Regions from separate parts of the Mus musculus genome. Here regions 2 and 3 are each linked to region 1. The links are chromatin contacts, called in public HiChIP or PLAC-seq and promoter capture Hi-C maps. All regions are on one chromosome and are shown on one strand. The core of a region is the stretch at or near the end of the contact, and the rest is flanking DNA. Distances in the headings are between cores, read along the strand shown. Region 1 holds the start of Rassf2 (Ras association (RalGDS/AF-6) domain family member 2). Region 2 holds the start of Gpcpd1 (glycerophosphocholine phosphodiesterase 1). Region 3 has its middle 68 kb from the start of Smox.

Region 1 (2,700 bases), core at 15-2,514:
GCAGCATCTCACAGACTTCTTCAATAGCAAAACCAGAGCCCTGCTGTTAGGAGTCATGGCTGCCCTTTGTCCTGTTTCTGAGGTCACGGAAGGCCAGGTTAGAAGAGAAGAAAGATTCCCTTGGAGAAGGTTTCCTGGAGAGTTCCTCAGCTCACCCTGCAAATCTAGCTTGAGAAAGGCTGCGAAGGAAAGCAGCTTACCTGAAACACAGTAATGGCTCCAGTGAAAGAAATTAATGGACCCGGTTTGTGTTTATAGCTCAAGGGGAAAGAACTAGATGCATTTATCTCCCTAACACCCCCCTCCCCTTTCACAGTAGAAAAAGCCGATCAGTAGCCTTCTTGTTCAGTGTTGTGGGACATTTCCAGCACCACCCCGCAGCTGCGCTTTGGCCTCCGCACATTTGAGGCTGGCTGGTCTGGGAACGGATAGCCGTTTATAACATTGTTTCTATGGGAGACACATTCCAAGATCCAAACAATGAGTTTAAAAGAGAATATCTGGCTTCCAGGCAGATGGGATGCACTTTGGAGGCTTGGCTGCCCTTTCTTTAACCGTTAGATTCCCTTCCCCTTTGGTTTGGGGACCAACTGCAAGGTCGGGCATATGTAAACGAAGAATTATGGTTAGAGGGTATAGAATCCGTAGCTGGGTGCTCCCTCCTATACACTAGAGTTCCTCGGAGGTCTAAGGATGGAGAGGAGGAGGAGGTGAGGAATGGACAAAGAAACTTGACTTCCTTCACATTGCCGTCACGTCTGCCGGCCTGCCGAGTCGAAGGGGCCCACTTAGCCCTTTGGCAACTCAAACCCTTTTGGGAACAAACCCGGGTGTTAGAAAGAACCACCACCCAACTCCACCAACTGCACATCCTCTGCTAGGAAATCTGCATTCTCTAGGCGGGCTGCTCCCTGGGAGTGACTGTCACAGAGCCAGGCGAACTGAAGAGCTTGGGCTAAATCTCGGCGTGGCTTGGAGAGGGCAGGCGCGATGGGGTGAGAGGCAGCACCTTATTCCCTCCACCCACGCTCTCCGCCTCCTCCTCCTCATGCACTCTGGCCTGCTGAGAAGAAACGCTGGCAGCCCGCGCGAGGTGGGGTGGGGGTACGCGGGGAGGGGGGGGGTAGAGATGAAGGGAGGAGGCGACGCGAAGCCACAGCATTGTCTGTCTTGAAGGGAGGGGAGAAGCTCCGCCCCCTAGAGGGGAGGGAGGGGGAGAAGGGAAAGAAAGGCAAGAGAAGAGGGGTGGGGAGAGAACTGCAGGGTGGCGGGTGGGTTGGTCAAGGATCGGCAGATAAAGGCAGAGCTCGGGGAGGCGGGGCGGAGGGGCCAGGTGGGCGGGGCGCCCGCCCTCAACCGCACTGTCGCCGCCCAGGCCGGCCCAAGCGAGCGGGTCCCGCGGATCACTGGCCAAGCACGCTGGAGCACCCCCACCCCCGCAGCGGCGCCCCCACTTTCCAACCCCTGCGGCGAGAGCGGATGCAGATGGTCCGGGAGACAGGCAAGACACAGGGCGCGGGGCTCGAAGAGCCGGGTACTGGCACAGGATGCGGGCGCAAGGTGCTGGTGGTCCTCTTTCCCTCTACCCAGCTCAAAGTTTTCCCTCAGTGGCCCGTGGCCAGCCTGGTCCGGTCCCTGACTCTTCCCTGTCCCCTTTTGCCACCCAAGCCACAAGGTGGGCTTAGATATGCGGGCTGCCCCAGAAGCAGCGCAGGCGGGCGCCCCAGCCCACTCCTTTTCCCCGGGTAGAAAGTTGTGGCCTGGAGCTCATGCTGCGGCTCTGACCCCTTAAGATCTTTTCTGAGGTCGACACTAAGTGCAGTGGCAGGAAATTGCCCCCATCCCCAGAGCAGGGTGTCCCCGAACTCCCTGGAGAGGTGAAGCGAGATAGCAGGTGCAGGCCTGTAGAGCTTAGGGGAGGGTCGGACTGTTGTGCGCACTCTGGCTCCCCGGGCGGGGACCACATCTCCAACCCGCGGCGAACCCAGTTCCCTTTGGGTTTCAGAGTTTAAGAGCGCGCGGTGCTCGGCGCACTTCCCCCTCCCGGGTTTCTTGTCCCTTCCGGAGCTTGTGCCTGAGGTCGCTGGAGACCGAGCTAGGCAGGTGCTTTCAAAAGACGGCCTGGCCACTCGTGTATTAGAGCGCTTACTCTGCACCCAGCTTTATCTCCGAGTGCGCCCTGGGAGGCAGCAGAATGGTGGAGTCCCGACAGGGGCAGATTTGGAACAGCCACTGGACAGATAGCCACTGTGCTTCAGTGGCAAGCTCAGCACGAGGCTTCTCAATGCTGCGCGCGCTTTAGTCCCAAGAGTCTGGAAAACCAGGGCATTAGAAACGATTCTTCCTGAGAGCAGAGGCCAGGGGTTACGGTAAGCAAGTGGAGGATTCCTGTAAGAGGAAGCGGTGGACAAATGACAATTTGTCAGAGCCGGCTCTGTCCCTGCGGTAAATGGCCCTGGGACAGTGGGAAGAAAAAAATTAGGGTCACGGTTCTCAAAAGATAGCCGGCAGATTCAGCCAGGGGATATCTTTGAAGAGCACGTAAATGAGGAACCTGAGGTTGATTTGCCATACTTTCAATCCACGTTTATTAAGTGGAAGCTTTTCCTACAGGTGGTCTGGGGGTTAAAGAAACCTCTGTGGCTAAGCTATACTGGATTTGAGAAGAGTGCCCCCCTTCCTCCCCTTGTTCTCATTCTC
Region 2 (2,700 bases), core at 140-2,639, 550 kb before region 1:
GCACCACATATGGGACTGGTGCCCTTCGGGGACAGAACAGGACATTGAAGTCCCTACACTGAAATTATGGAAAGTTGTGAGCTGCCATGTGGGTGCTGGGAACCAATTCCAGGTCTTCTGCAAGAATAAGCACTCTTAACTACTGAGCTATCTTTCCCACCCAGCATATGCCTTTATTTTTAAATCCCTCTCCCCCTCGTTTATATGTTAATACGAATACATTTTTCCCCCCATTTCTCGCCTGTGATTGCTTGAATCTGCCAATGTGGAACTCAAGGATACGTTGGGTCAACCATACTTTTATTGTTGTTTTGAGACAATGTCTTGTAATGTAAGCTGTTGCTGGTCTAGTACCCATTACGCAGGCAGGCAAGCCTCCAACTCATATCAACCTTGATTTAACCTCTGAGATTCTAGGATTACAGATCTGTATCAGGTGCAGATCTTTTGATATTTTAAGAGGATTTAGGGAGGGGCATGAGTTAGATCTACCATCCCGAACCATAAATATTGCACAAATGGTAGTTTGACTAAATGATGAGATATACTAAAAACATTCAAAGGAAGTAGACTCTTGAAAAACACCACTTAAGTATGACTAACAGCAGAGAAATGAAGTCACAGCGAGCAATTAGCAGATGTAGAGCAGTGGACCTTCAATACGAAAAGGTGATTCTGCTTGATGCTCACTATCTCAATTGAAGTGAAACCCGATTACATAATGTTGTGTTAGAAGTTACCTAGTGGTTGATCTTGGGCTGATTTAGGGTTGGAGGCACACACAGAGATAGAAGAGGAGGAAGAGGAAGAGGAGAGAGGGGAGGAGGAGGAAGAAGAGGAAGGGTAGTTTTAGAAAGCAAAGAACAACTCTAGTTTGGTTTTATTTATTTATTGACTTATTTTATTTATTTGGGGTTTGTGACAGCAGGCTTCTAGAAGTCAACAGGAGTCTGGTCTCTCTCACCATGTAGATTCCAGTGGGTGAACTCAGATCTTCAAATGTGGTCAATGCCTTTATCCACTGAGCTGTTCTGAGCTCCTTGTTTTAGCTTTAAGGATTTAGTCTGTGATTGTTTCCTAAGGAATGCAGTTTCCAGAAAACATCAGGCTCCCTCAGCTCTCTTTTTTGAGACAGGATCTCACTTTATAGCCTTGGCTGGCCTCGAACTCGAGTCTACTTGCCTGGCTCAACCTCCCCAACACTGGGATTACAGGCGCACCACCTTGACCTTCAGTACCTCAGCTGACCCCAGCCAGATGGGCTAAGGCTGTCGGGCCACCTCAGGTCTCTGGGCAGCCCTTCCAGGAACACGCAGCCCGCCCCCCGGCGCGCGGCCGCCGATTGGCCAGGACCGGACCGGGCGTGACGTCAGGCCCCGCCCCGCCGCCCTTCGACCCCGCCCCGCGGGGTGGGCTGGCAGTTTAGTCTAGGGCAGCTGAAACCGGTTTGAGAGGCGGCTGTAACTGGGCTCCTTGCTTCCTCGGGCCACCTAAGGGAGCGCTGGCGAGGCGCTGACGCTCGGCTCCGTCGGCCGCGGCCCAGGCTCTCGGCGCGGCCCGGAGCGGCAGGTGAGGGGGGCCGGCGGTGCGGGCGGGCGCTCACGCGGAGGGGCGGGCGGGCGGGCGGCCTGGTGTTCCGGAGCCGCGGTGCGGCTGGAACCCCGGCTGCCACGCGCGGCTGCGGTCCCACTGAGCGGCGTGACCCAGGACAGCCACGGAAATCCCGGGCGGAGAATAGGGGAACAAAGAAAACGGCGGAGCTGGAGCCCAAGCCCTCGGTGCCTCCCTTCCTCCGCGCCCCCTCAGTCACCTCGCGCCCGCACTGGTGACTCGCGCGGTTTTGACAGCTGCTTCTTTCCCCAAAGTGCCTAGAAATTAGTGCCCGCGAAAGAAACTCCGGGTGACAGTACAGCCGGGCGGGGGGAACCCAGGGCTTTGTGTAGCTCCTCGTCCGTGCCCTCGGTGACGTTTTAGGGCTGCGGTCCCCTTGGCGTCGCCGGCTTGGAGGCAGTGGCTGCCCCGTGCTGCTTCATCTGCCGGGTCCGGCCAGAAGCCCGAGGGCTTGGAAGCCTGGAGTTTGCCGGTTTCTAGCGATTCTCTGACTCTGCAAGCAGCAAGCATGGTCGGGTCTAGAGTCCCCTCTTATACTCCTGTCCCCTGCCACTCTGGGTCTCCTGCCCACTTAACTCTGCCCTTCAAGCTGCTGCCTGCTACATTTCTAACACAATAAGGAAAAGAATAAATACAAGCTGTCAGCCTCCCCTCTCTCCCAAATTGCTCAGTGTTCTAGAAACACACAGCACAAAATAAAACTGGTAAACCCCATGCAGTGGCTTACATACTAGGGGAAATCAGTGTTCTAAACAAAATTTAAATCTGTAAAGAGAGATACAGGAAATTTGCACCCGGAGAACTGGTAAACACAAGAAAACTGAATAATATTTGGTGTGTATAAAAAGTTGGTGGGTGAGTCAACTATTTGTATATAATAAAAACGTGTAATAAATGCATATGAAAATGATATCAACACGAAATGAAAAGCATTTGTAAAAAATCCCACTGCATGTCTAAAGATGATGAGATGTTAATTTGGCTTAAGGACTGTCCAAAGGCTAATGCCTTTGCTTAATGAAAAACCCATTCTTGTCTGCATATGTTTGATTAAAATATTAGCTGAAAGTATATGGAGGTCTGAGAAAT
Region 3 (2,700 bases), core at 193-2,692, 610 kb after region 1:
GGTCTTCACATTCTCATCCACAAGGCAGCTTATAACTCCAGTGCTCCCTCCTGGCTTCTAAGAGCATCAGGCACATATTCAGTGTACTTACTTAGTACTGGCAAAATACACACTCATACACATAAAATAAAAAGTAAACCAACTCATGTTTATTGTTTTCTTTAAACAAGGACTTTTTCCCAACTTCCTTTGAAGCCAAAACCTCGGACACAATTCTGGACGAGGCACAGGTCAATGTGTGCAGTGGCACAGGAGCAATGTGTGCAGCCGCTCCTGGGATACTTCTTTCTTCTATAGAAGACGAGATTGGCACCACCCTTGTTCATTCCTCCAGTTCTCCCTTGGACATGATGCCTGGATCTGGACTAGTGATGCTACAGCCATGAGATAACACATGTGGGGACAACATCAACATGGCAGGATAATGAAGCAGAAATAGAGACAGCCTGGGTGCCTGATGCCACTGCCACCGTAAAACCACACCAGGCTGGCAATTTTTAACAGCTGGATTTCTTCAGGTAGCAAAAAGAGAAAAAAAAAAAACTTACGTTTTTCAATGCCATCTCATCAGATGTTTTTTTGGTTTTTGGTTTTTTTGGTTTTTTGGTTTTTTTGGTTTTTTTTTTTTTTTTTTTTTAGGTATTTTCCTCATTTACATTTCCCATCAGATGTTTTTGTTGCCTGCAGCTAACCATTCTCCTAACTGACGCATACCGTTTAGAAGAATAACTCTTTATACGTCAGGGTTTACAACTATGAATATTGCCTTTAGCAAGTTTGTCAGTCAGTTCTCTGTTTCAATAACCAATACCTGGAATAAATCACGCGGAAGGAAGAAAGCGGTTTTTTGGTTGGTTTGTTGCGTGACTTCAGCAATTTCAGTTCAGGGTTGCTTAACTCTGTTGGGGTGGGTGAGTCAGATCCTTGTATCACAGCAGGAGAGCGTCATAAAGGAGGCCTGCTCCTTACATGGCATCCAGGAAATAGCAAGTCTGAGTCTTAATAACCCCCTATGAGGTCATGTCCCCGGTGACCTAGTTTCCTTCACCTAGGTCCAGTCTCCCAAAGGTTTTGTGCTTTTAGAGCCAGGCATTTAACTCAAGAACTTTTTTTGGAAGCCACTTCAGACAGAACTATATGAAGAGAGAACATATTGCAGGGAGATATAGAAGAAACATATGAACAATATAACTTAAAATTGTGGTAAATGAAAAAATAAACAAAAAGAACACAGGTCATCAAAACTAGTCTCTGCTATGAAATAATAGGGCTCCCCCTATTATTTCATAGCAAGATAAAAAAAATGCAAAATCACCAATGATCTCAAAATGTCCACTAGGAGGCAGTAGAGCCTCCTTTCTGATTATGCTCACTCCGGCTCCCAAATGTGAACTTTCTGCTTCCAAGCTGCACCTTACAATTAGAAATCTTTGACCACAGCATTTGACTGTGACCCTGAACACCCCGAGAGTGCCGGCATTGCGCTTAAGGTCCGAGCCCCGCCCCTCCAGTCCTCCACTGTCTGCTGCCTTCCTGCTCCTCCAGCCTCACCCGGTTGCTTCTCCCTTCACTCTCTCCATTCCACGTTCTTTTTGGTTCCTTGGGCCGACAAACTCTTGCTTGCAAAGATGAGGGTACCCTTTGATATATTCCAGGGCCCCCTTTCTCCTCAGTCACCTTAGTCCTCCAACCCCGCCCACATCTGGGAACCCAAGTGAGAGTAACCGGAGAGGAAGTCTCTACTGACTCCTAGTGGACCTATTGAGAACGTTTGTGATTATAGGGTCTGCTCAGATGCTAATCTCGCCTGACAAAAGTCCACCTCCAAGTTTGCTGGAGAATCTCCTGAGTCTCATTTCTTCTCCCAGCGTCCCTCTCTCTGCCCAGAAGACCCACCCTCCACTTCCTGCCCAGTTATTAGCCGTCAGATTTTTATTACAGCCAAGCAGATACAATTCTAGATTGCCTTAGGCCAGTGAGGAATAACAACTACTTACAAAATATAAGACCGGTGAGGGGCCATAGAAGTAATAACACCAAGCTGCAGCTAGTATTTAGCTCTCTGCCTCTGCAGAATTAATAGAATCCAGAAACACACAAAGGTATCCCAACAGTGTATCCCAATAGCCCAGGCTTGCTATGTAGCCTAGAACTCACAGACCTCTTGCCTCAGCTTCCTGGAAGCTGACATCACAAGTGTTTTGACACTGCCTTGCTTTGATTATTGACTGATTTCTTTTCCCCCAGAGACCTAGACTTTCTTTTTACAGTTTTGCGAAAATGCAAAGGACACATTCTCACCATCTTATCACTTCGACCAAAAAGGGATTGTGATTCCTCCTTTTTTAAACTAATGGATAGTAATTGTACAAAGCAATAGACTTTATGTGACTTTTTTTTACACACGCACATAAGGCACTTTGAAGATAGGCTCTTGTTACCCTTTCTTACCATGTCCCCTCCCTTCACTCACGCCCTTGATGGTCCCACCTCTTTCTTCCTTCCTTCCCCCTGCTGAGTCTCCTGTTAGAGAGTAAGCATGCCATGTATCTTTCTGAGTCTGGTTTTCACATAATATGAAGAACAAGTTCCATCCATTTTCTTGAAATTATTTTTGTCCTTTTTTGTATTATTATTACTCTGTGTGTGTGTGTGTGTGTGAGAGAGAGAGAGAGAGAGAGAGAGAGAGAGATGTGATGA

What was found. Promoter capture Hi-C pulls out the DNA fragments that hold promoters and counts their contacts. HiChIP or PLAC-seq counts read pairs in DNA pulled down with a chosen protein or histone mark.
Region 2: a contact with region 1 is called in a promoter capture Hi-C map of pre-B cells, with 3 times the contacts expected there. The contact joins the promoter of Gpcpd1 here to the promoter of Rassf2 in region 1. A contact is called at or near these places in 1 of 39 promoter capture datasets (pre-B cells), 1 of 484 Hi-C or Micro-C datasets (embryonic stem cells) and 1 of 115 datasets of contacts at active chromatin or transcription factors (memory CD8 T cells).
Region 3: an H3K27ac HiChIP or PLAC-seq map of bone marrow-derived dendritic cells shows a contact between it and region 1, with 6 times the contacts expected there. The contact joins the enhancer-like site here to the promoter of Rassf2 in region 1. A contact is called at or near these places in 3 of 39 promoter capture datasets (cranial neural crest, embryonic stem cells and hippocampal neurons), 3 of 115 datasets of contacts at active chromatin or transcription factors (bone marrow-derived dendritic cells, microglia and stem cell-derived neural progenitor cells) and 1 of 9 other capture datasets (embryonic stem cells).

Annotation. Positions count from the first base shown.
Region 1 is chr2:132,028,552-132,031,251 of GRCm38.p6, reverse strand. It overlaps Rassf2 (Ras association (RalGDS/AF-6) domain family member 2), which reads left to right and starts at 1,264. Exons shown (of 11, transcript NM_175445.4): 1 at 1,264-1,501. Gm31179 (a long non-coding RNA gene) reads right to left here and starts at 801. Exons shown (of 3, transcript XR_374996.3): 1 at 201-801.
Region 2 is chr2:132,576,937-132,579,636 of GRCm38.p6, reverse strand. Gpcpd1 (glycerophosphocholine phosphodiesterase 1) reads left to right here and starts at 1,389. Exons shown (of 20, transcript NM_028802.3): 1 at 1,389-1,569.
Region 3 is chr2:131,422,018-131,424,717 of GRCm38.p6, reverse strand. No RefSeq gene overlaps it. Among named protein-coding and RNA genes, the nearest start is that of Smox, 68 kb to the left of the region's middle. Within about 2 kb of position 1,442, at least 188 of the 459 cell types and tissues checked have an H3K27ac peak or open chromatin away from gene starts, as enhancers often do. A contact at or near this core is called in bone marrow-derived dendritic cells, embryonic stem cells and microglia, where this site is marked.